Regions from separate parts of the Mus musculus genome. Here region 2 is linked to region 1. A link is a contact called in public Hi-C data. All regions are on one chromosome and are shown on one strand. Each heading gives the region's core, a stretch centred on a gene start, on an enhancer-like site or on the middle of the called end of the contact. The rest is flanking DNA. Distances are from core to core; before and after follow the strand shown.

Evidence for each region. A called contact is a pair of places that touch in the nucleus more often than the background predicts.
Region 2: a Hi-C map of cerebellum shows a contact between it and region 1, with 1.7 times the contacts expected there. The contact joins two enhancer-like sites. A contact is called at or near these places in 2 of 484 Hi-C or Micro-C datasets (cerebellum and embryonic stem cells), 3 of 115 datasets of contacts at active chromatin or transcription factors (SST interneurons, T-cell acute lymphoblastic leukemia and embryonic stem cells) and 1 of 9 other capture datasets (embryonic stem cells).

What each region holds. Positions count from the first base shown.
Region 1 is chr5:21,947,904-21,952,889 of GRCm38.p6, forward strand. Reln (reelin) reads right to left here. Exons shown (of 65, transcript NM_011261.2): 43 at 2,916-3,063; 44 at 469-727. It also overlaps the pseudogene Dnaja1-ps. Among named protein-coding and RNA genes, the nearest start is that of Slc26a5, 85 kb to the left of the region's middle. Within about 2 kb of position 1,363, at least 12 of the 459 cell types and tissues checked have an H3K27ac peak or open chromatin away from gene starts, as enhancers often do. A contact at or near this core is called in cerebellum, where this site is marked.
Region 2 is chr5:22,484,956-22,490,154 of GRCm38.p6, forward strand. It overlaps Orc5 (origin recognition complex, subunit 5), which reads right to left. Exons shown (of 14, transcript NM_011959.3): 14 at 1,525-2,262. The coding sequence ends at 2,217. Among named protein-coding and RNA genes, the nearest start is that of Gm22887, 47 kb to the right of the region's middle. Within about 2 kb of position 2,091, at least 18 of the 459 cell types and tissues checked have an H3K27ac peak or open chromatin away from gene starts, as enhancers often do. A contact at or near this core is called in cerebellum, where this site is marked.

The sequences.
Region 1 (4,986 bases), core at 113-2,612:
GAACCCTACTATTTGTGAACAGGTTCTCCGAGTCCTGTTTGATACACTATATTATGTATGAAGATCCTTAGAGCAGTCCAGAAAGATGCTAGGGGAGATTTATTTATTTATTTTGCATCAAAGGCTGGAAAAGAGGATTTGAGAACAATTGCATGCGGCATCAATGCTAATTTGCATGCTTCCCTTTCTGGAGAATTATAACCTTGTATCACGCTTGATAAAGTCCCTCTGTCCATATGGCAGCATCCTCTCTGAACACAACCTAGGCCTTCTGTTGTGCCATTTACTTTTATAGGCTTAGGCAATTGAGGGGCTAGAGAATGAAAGGAAGTTAAACGCCACATCTAATCTAGCTGTGTGCCCTTGGGCAAGTCATTCGACTGTCTGGGCTTCCACCAGCCTGGGAGTTGGGCTAACATGCTTTCTAAGGTCATAAAAGTTACAGTAGATAATTCTGAAGAGACTGACCTGGTCGATCACCCAGGGGCTATAGAAGTGCCCATTTTCAGATGGCTGCCACCAGCGGAGGCGTGTCGAACCAGAACGGGCTTTCAGGGGCATTTCCAGGGCAATGTACCTGCCCACATTGCTGGAGTTGCTGAAGAGGAACTCTTGAAGAAGACTCCAGGAGAGGCCGCCATTGAGGGAGTACTGCAGAAGCACGGGCTGGCTCCTGGGGTCTGGAACACCTTTACCACATCCCAGTCTCATGAAGAACTGCACAAACCTGACACCAGAAGATCTTACTGTAGTCTTTTATTTTAAAGAGAGACCTGCATCGTTAACAAAAGTCAAGCACCCAGGCAGTACGGGGCAACGGATGATGTTAATAAACACGACGATTTAACGAGTGTCCAAACAATCACTTCAAAGCTTGATATTTTTCTGTCTTAATGTGAATGAGAGCTAATTAAATGTGAAGTGTGAAGAAAATGGAAATTCTGGCTCATGCTTGTATCTTGAATCTCTCCTCCAAGGAGCCAGAGCCAGAGGGAAGCCAGAGCCACTGCTTCTCTTGGCTACTTTATAAGATGTTGGGGGAGATCCAAAGGCTGTTCAAACCAGCAAGTGCACTGCCTGTCTGGTGAAGACAACTGAATCCCAGGCCTCAGGGCTTGGAACTAGAAATACGTATTTCTATATTTATATGTAAATAATACAGGTGCCACATTACTGGCAAAATTACCCACTCCCATCTTACCAATAGCTTTATAGATATTGTATCTCTTGGTTTAGGAGACACATTTACATGCAGGAGTTGTAGCTCCTCCTTTCAAAAAGACCAGGCCACTTGGAAGAGGTGTGTTAAGCTTAGGCCTCTTCTGTCTCTTGTGCCAGGGGAGGGTAAGCGTGAGTGTGGGTTGGTGGTGGTAGGCTTGCCAGACTCTGACTGTTGCTGGGTCTGGGTACGGATGATATGGCCTCTGAGAACTGTGGCGGCCATCCAGCAGCAGCTTTCCTAGCTGGCGGGGAGGTGGGCAGAGGGGCAGCGAGCAGCTGGGGTGCCAATGGAAACTGGCTCGCATGTTATCTTTGGCAAGCAAGCTGCTGGTGCCCAGTCTGGCCACTATTCTAACCGGTAAGGCAGAATAAATTTCATGTCAAATCTAACACACGTTTTCAATAATGTAACAGGGCTGATAATAAATGCTATCAGTATCATACACAAAGCCACTCATTGCTCAGGATCCTCCCAACCTCTGTTTATTTATATCATGGCCTTGAAAACACTCCGATCTTACACTGAACATTTTAAGGTCAATATATGCAAATCCCACACAGCATGTGACTGCATGAGCTATATAATGCAGCTTTTAACATCTGATTAATGGACACGTGCATTGTTAGTGCCTAGTGGTGTTCGCACAAACGAGAACAGTATTCATCTAGGAAAAACTAGGTGTACTATGTTTGTATCGGGAAGATGTTCGTATTAATTTAGTGATAATATAAACACCAAATTATTACTTAGAAAAATATATCTGAGTTACTTATTTGGAAAACTTAATAATTTCTAAATTAGAGAACATGGATGGTATTGAAGAACCTAGCATAAATAATATAAATGAAACTATGTATATTAGAATGGGATATAATAAAGTTTTGCTTTCAGTAACTATGAAATTTTTTATAGACTTGTATTTTCTGTGAATTATATTATTTATAATGAAAAATTGGGTTCAGGAAAAAGAGGGAAGGTTCAGATATATTTAAATGTACTATAAAATATTTTAAGACCATAAACATGACTTCCTTGTTCATTTAAAAATAGGTCAGGGCTACATTTTACACATGTTAAACTGTACATTATATTTTGCTGTTAGGGTTCTGGCTCGTCAAATGACCAAGGGATATATATTCTGACAGGGCATGACTCTCTGAGCCAGCTTAAAATGTGTTCTTTTCTGAGTGACTGTGCTCAATTTAGAAGATGACTTCTTATGGCTAGTGAGGCACTGGGAAATTGCTTATGAGCACCATGGACCATACTTCAAATATTCTCAACTAAATATTTGCTAATGAAGATAAACTTAATCATGAATAAGTTGAGGATGTATTTCTACTGAGCTTCTTACTAAGACAGTATAATAAATGTACATGTTCTCTTTATAGTTCAAGTGTTAATGAATATAGTCAGAAGAAGGAGGATAAAATAGATGCAATATTACTTTTTTGAAGTTAGAGTGAATTAAACACTGTTATTTTCTCAAGATTATAAAATAATCTTGTTTGTTTAGGTGTTTCACAGCTGATGTTGGTACTGAACGAACATAGGTCTTGAACTAGAAATTATGTGACCTGTGTCTTGTTGGGAACTTTGAGCAGAGCGATGCCAAGTATCAGCATGGAAGGTGTCACCCTTGAGAGTTCCTGGTTTCTTCTGCTTCATGTCCACAACTGTGTGCCACAATTACCTTGCATGTGATAAATCCAGGTCCCGTGTTACTAGCATGCGCAAGCCGTCCTCATTGAAGAAGAGGTTGTTCCCACTGGAAAGGATGCCACACTTACGAGACGGCTTCCCACCGCTCATCAGTAAGAATCGATCGGATTCCAGTTGACCTGAGAAAGTGGAAAATGTGGTTTACCTGTGACCATGAATACAGTTGTATTATATTTTCTTTTTCTTTTCTTTTTTAATTTAGCACTTTGTAATCAGTATATTAGACAGTCATACATTTAAGTAACTGCTTAAATTCTGATATCCAGATTTAAGCACATAAGCATGTGACTTCAAAACATACAACTAATTTATTCATAATTTGCTATACTACCAACATTAAATTGCAGTTACGTTGGAGCCTAAGTCGAATAGCAAGGGCTTATCATGGTTTGAGAAGGGGGAAAAGGTGATCATGTTTCCTGTGTGTATGTGTGTCTGTATATATGCATATATATACTCACATATGTAATATATATTTAAAATGGCACAGCAGAAGGGAATGCAGTCACTTATGATAAACTTCTTTAGGAATGTATCATTCCTATCACTAATGACATGGATGAAGTGGCTGAGGCAATACAATGCAAAAGCATCACAATTGATCACTCCATACAACCAGACAGACCAACATGTATCTAATTGTTTTCTTTTGATTATCAGCTAAATACAGGATTTTAATCTCATAGCTTAACAATGAAGGGTCATACAACACACACCTAGCATGTCAGTCTAATGTACACAGCTATTATCAGTTAAACAAGATATGGCCTAACAGATGCTAGGGAACTTTTTAAACCAATGTTTACAAGTATTCATTTTCATCCTGAACACTGAAGTCATCATACACACAGGGCAAAGTTGGAGCTTTTATATTTGCATTTATTCTTCATTTAACTTTTAAAACAGTACTATAGTGGAATAAAACAAATAGCCAAGTAGTGAGCATGCTATGATTATAGTCCTTCCCACATTCACTGCTGCATACGGAATGTCAGAGAGTGACTGGCCCATTAAGAGGTCTGACACTGAACGCCACCTCTGGGGTGCTGTTCATCATCCTCATATGCTTCTCCATTATAATGACACCGTCTTTCCTGATTTGGATCTAAGTCCACCAGTTCAACCCGATCCATTTCATCAGTCTCTTCTACTTCCTTTCAGGAAGGAGTTTTTCCAACAAAGTTTGTTTATCAAGAAAGAGAAAGCCATTTTCAGGAAAGTTTACCTTAAACTCAATGATTAGACATCCTTTTCATATGGCCGACAGTATATTGGCATACCTTCATTTAGTACACATTTTACATGCCCATACTTGACAATCTGACTGGATGAGAGGTGATGACTATGGCTCGGTTGTCAAGAGTAGATACTGGCTTTTGGAAGCTGCATAATGCTTCAACCAGCTGTATGTCCATAAGCATGGAAAGATCTTCTCCTCGCCTTACAAAAACAGCATGGTCCTTCGGATCTAACACAATGATAAGCTCTCCTGGCTCCAGTCCTGGCTCTTGGTCTCCTTCACCGTGGAATGTTGTTATTTTCTGACCATCTTTCATGCCTTTATCAATATGAACTATCTTTCTTCCATTGCAGCTTTTACGTCTGTCTTTTGGACTGATGCGTTCTTCATGACCCTGGCACTCCATGCATATGACTGAATTTGCTAAACCATTCCTGGTCCAATCTGATGAATCCTTATCTGCATACCTGTCCCCCAGCAGTTGGAACAGCACTCTACTGCTCCTTTGTCACCTTGGCCTTCATATTTGTCACAAATCATATCATTGTGTAGAACCAGTTTTCTTGTTGCACCATCATATAAGTCTTCTAAGGTCACTGAGAGCTGATGTACAACATTTTACCTCTCCTTTCTCTTTGCATTCTTCTTCTTCCTCCAAAGGACATATCAGAGATATCCACAGGTGAGCCAAAACCACCACCTGCTCCGCCCTCTTTAATCACCTGCATGCCCTCGTTATCATATAATCCCGTCCCACCCTTTTTTGGAATCAGCAAGAACTTCATAAGCTTGAGAAATCTGT
Region 2 (5,199 bases), core at 841-3,340, 540 kb after region 1:
CCTTGCAATAGTGCTCCAGGCTGGTGACTAAGCTTTTAATGAAAGCTGTGACACTTATCCCAAGCACAGCAATGAAAAACTAAGAGGTGCAAAAAGGTTAAATAATGTGGTTAGGGCCACAAAGAACAGTGATTTGGCTGTTCTCCCCGACCCCCACTCACAGTTGCCTGACTCCATGTCTTCGGAGCAAGTCCTACCTGCTGCCTTATGGAGACTTGGTCCTTCTATGACTTTCAGGTTTATTGCAGTGTGGCTTGGTATGCCACTGGCCTTTCCAGAGTTGTTGAAAAAGAATGCCCTCATTTATGAAGGCTGGTCATGGGTTGAAATGACAAGGAAGGAAGAGAGGAGGGTGGCCTTTAGCTGTGTGGTCTGGCTCTTGGTAAATTAAGAAATGTGTAAAGTGGAAGATTTACATAAGAAAACCTAAAAGCCCACAGTCACCATTCCCACCTCCACTTCTTTCAGATCAAGGTAGAGTACAAAGTATAAGCTGCCCCCTTAACAGAGATAGCTGCCTTACCAGCTAGCATGATTCTCAGTGTTAGATTTCTTCCTCTAATTGGAGAAATATGTCTTCTAAAGAGAAGATTTAATTTGCAGATGACCCTTGTTAAAATGCTAATATGTATATTAAGCTCTATTAGTCTTCATTTAAATAAATTGATCATATTACTGAGTCATTTAGCAAAGCTATTAGAAAGTAAATTACAAAACAGCAAACTTCTGAAGGCCCACATAGGGCAGGGAAAATGTAATTAGAGTATTGTTGAGGGAAGCTATTTCCAGGGCTAGTAATATGGTGTGATATGGTTCAGGACAGAAAATGTGCTATACAGGAGGCAGGTAACCAGCTGCCCTGAGGAGCAATGGTGTGGACACTAGAAACTCTGCCCCCTTCTCTTCCTATCTTCAGTTTCTCAGCTGCCAATTTCTGGTGTCAGTTTCTACCTCACACTTCAGCCTGAACCATGACTCAGCACCTGTGTAGCAAAACAGTAGGAGCCAAAATCTCATATCCCAGGAGGCACTGCTCCCAACGGCAACCTACAGGCCTGTCTCCTCTCCACAGAGCTCTGCATGTGGAAACCCAAGTGTGATTCTGTCCTGTGCTCAGCTCTTCCTGGGCACTGTCTTCACCAAACATGCTGTGAAGGGCAGGAAGAAACATGCTCACTGGCTGTGGTGCTGGCCTCCTGACTGTAAAGTTCCCATTTTACTCAGGAGACAAAACACAATTTTATTCCTCTTTGTATTCCTTACCTCAAATTAAGAGACAGAAATTAACTTGTTATTTTTGAAGAAGAAAGGGTCAGAAAATCACCACATGAAAAGACTTCGTACCTAGGAATGCTGACTGTGAGAATTTTTCTTCATAAAATGGAATGAAAGAGTAAAATATCTCCAAAATTTAAACTAAATTATAATTAAACTCTTTAAACCCATTCAGTTTTCAAGTATTCAGTGGTAACAGGAAACTATTTAGAAAATATGAACAAGTAAGGTGGTCAGAACCAAAGAACACAGCTAATGTAAGAGGAAGAATTTTATTGTGGCGCTCTCAAAATTCATCAACTCAAAAGAAAAATGGAAGGAAGGAACACAATACGTTGGTGAACTGGGAGTGACCAGTACTGTCAGGTTAGCAAGCAGAGTTAGACATGAAGCTGCTGTGTGCACAATGAACAAGCTGCCAGGTTTTGAGAAAACTAGGTAAGAAGATAAACATACACAGCACATACTTTAGCAACTATGATCTTTTAAAATAGTGGCCTTAGGAAATCTGCTTTGGCAAGAGCCAGCAGAGACTCCTGTGGAGAGGAAGTGAAAAGGCTGGGCAAATAAACAAGGGCTGCTGGCACGTTCAAAGCGCAGGGGATAGTTCATAGAGCAAAACACAGTCCTAAGTAAATGGGTTTCAGGCAATTTCAGTGTTAAGATAACATCATTAAGAGTAGAACAGATTGTGCTCAAACCCTGCTGTTTATAATTAACACGTTGCTTCCAAATACTCCTGGGCCCCTGGTAAACCGTCTTCTGCTCACAGCTACCCAGACCAATCAGAGGGTTTTCATCGGATTCCATGCTGGGCCAGCACCTGTTTGGACAAATCCAATCCAGCCAAAGAACTCCTTTCCCCGGCCAGCTGAGTATTTGGATGAACACAGCTTGGCTTAGTCATTGTCACAGTGTCCATATGGCTTTGAGGCTTGTTTTCACAAGAAATCATACAAGTATTTTATTATGTCAAAGTTCACCATCCTAGAAACAAAAACAGATAGCATGTTAGCCTCCCGTCTCGACTGCTCAGCTCTGAATGACTGCAAAGCAAACTACAACTGGACAATGCTGTCAGATGCACTAGAACTCATTTTGTTTTAAATGTAACTTACAAACACAACTTTTAAACCGTTTTGAGCCATTCATAAAGTACTTAAGACAAACACAAAGTCAGAGCCTCTCAACACTTTGTGTGTGAACTATACGGTACAAAGTTTAGACTTTATTTGAAAACTACTTGCTTTCTGCCTAATAATCAGGATGAAGTAATTAGAGATGCAGAAGTATTTAAATCTTGTTTGCTTCAGAACATTGTTTATCTTCCCAAACACCTGTTTTATCACCACATCATGCACAGCTCATCTGTCCTCATTTGTAGCTTTCATTATCTTCAGTCTTTTAGCAGCGGCTGACCTGTATGCGCATTTCAACTAAATCTGTATGATCCAAGAATATGGTACAACAGACGATGTAGATGTATATTTTTATACTCTGATGGCAGGCATTATAAAATAACAGAGGAAGAGACATATAATTATTTTCCTTTCTCCAAACTCATTCTTCACTATAAATATTCAGACTTGGAGGTTTATTATTTGAATAAATGTTCAAAATAATTAGATATAATGATCTAGCAATAAGTATAAAATTAAAGCCCTAAGTATTCAGTTCTGCAAGAATAATCATCCGCTTGAGAACAGCCTTTTCAAGTCACTAATTGCACATTCTTACTTATTAAACGATCATTAGTATTCTTTTTGTCTATCATTTTGTTATATACTTTCTAAAAAAGTTTCTACACAAATGACTGACAAGCCAAATATTTTTTAAATATATGGCTAGGGAATTATAAAGATTTTGAAACACATTTAAAAATAGCTCCATTTGTGAGATGCTCTGGCTACCGAGATACCCAACAGTGAAGAATACATTTACTATAACAAGTGCCTCCCTGAGAAATACGGAACCTTTCTAAGCAGCAAAACAGTGATCATTTCAATTAAGTCCTCTCAGGCACAAGGCTATAATGTGGCTATAATGTCACAACATGGTCCTTTCACTTACCTCTCAAACCTACTGCCAGTGAAGTCCCTATAGTAATGATCTTAAAATACCTTACAGTTAGTAACCTGACTTATGAATTGTCTTGAGGGAAACCAGAAATAGCAGGCTAGACTTTCTCATCCATGAGGAAGTGGAAAGGTGTATTTGTACAACTCTCTGAATACATTCCCCTGATGGCTTTGAATGGTCAACAAAGTAAAATCGATTTAATGCCTTACTTTTGCTTATTTGTTTGTTTTTGGTTTGGTTTTTTTGTTTTGTCCTTAGTGAAAACAAAAAGTCCTGAAGAAGTTAAAAAAAAAAAAAACCAACAAAAAACAACTAACACCAAACATAGGAGAATTTGTATATTCCAAAGCATATTATTCAATGGACTACTGCATGGGAGGCTAAATAATCAGTGTGACGACACATCTACAAGACTAGGAATGCACAGAGAACAGAGTCAAGAACACACAGGGAGGACACAGAGTCACAGTTTTGTGGCAGTAAACATTGAAAAATGTTTGCCCAAACAAATGAAAACAGATTACTTTGTGATAGGACTCTTTGTCTCAGTAAAAATTTGTGTTATTATGGCATAGTTTATACAACAAAATACTAATAGAATAAATGATATGATTTAAACACCTTAAGCAATTAAAAAAATTCATTTATAGACAATTCACTGTATTCTGTGTGTCTACTTTGTCAGTAAGCCATTCCTAAGAAAGCAAATCATACTATGTAATTTCTTCTTCTGAAAGATTTTTAGGACTGGGTTAAGAGCACACAGTGCTCTTGCAGAGGACCCGGGTTAGAGTTCTAACTCCCACACGTGGCTGGCTCACAACTACCTGTACATCTAGTTTCAGGGACCCATTACCTCTGGCTTCCGCAGTTATGTGCACTCATGTGCATATACCTGCACACAGGCACACACACCTAACTAAACAAAAGATTCATCTGTGGTCCCCACAAAGCCCAGAAGAGGGCGCTGAATCCACTGAAACTGAAGTATGAGCTGCCAGCCTGGCAGGTGATGGGAGCCTGAGCAAGGTCCTCTGCAAGAGCAGCAAATGCTCTTCCCTGCCCATGTGGTGAGATTTCATAGCTCCCCTCCAAAACCCAACAAATCATCAAGCAACAACAAAACCCAACATCTAAGTAACCAGGGAACTGTGTAGAAGATCACTACTTTATGCAGCATTTATCAAGCAAGGTATCCAATTACTTCCATGGTCCCCCCAGCTCTCAACAAACAGGTGACCTGCCAACTGACCCCTTATCTCTTCTGAAACAATTTAGAATTTCAACAGCATGACCACAGTGGCAATGCCAAGTACCAGGGTGCACACAGCACAGTAACTGAGGACAAACAAATCATGTTAAAGAAATCTTTGGTCTATGACAACTGTATACTTGCATTTGCTTCTGCCCTTTGAGTTTAGATGCACATTACACTCGTACACATACAATTTTAAGACTTCTGATAACATGCACATAGCCCAGGGTTCTGTTTCCCATGAAATACAAATTATTTTCTAAAGTAAGCAGCTAGAAAGAAATAGGATAAATACAATGTGAATGACAATTTCTCTAGGAGTAATTCTTTTTGTATCTATGAATATGTGGAAAATATGTACGTATGCAGGCTTGCACGTATATTAGCGCACATGTGCTGGCATGTGCACATGCAAGCTTGACATTGACACTGTGTGTCTCCCTTGATCAGGTTCTACTTTATTTACTGAGACTAAATCTAGTCCTCACCAATCCAGCTAGCCTAGCTAGGCAGCTCCACCCTGACATCATGACCCTGTCTCTCATGTGCTGGGATTACAGGCAGATGCCCCTTCTGCCCCGCCTTAGCCT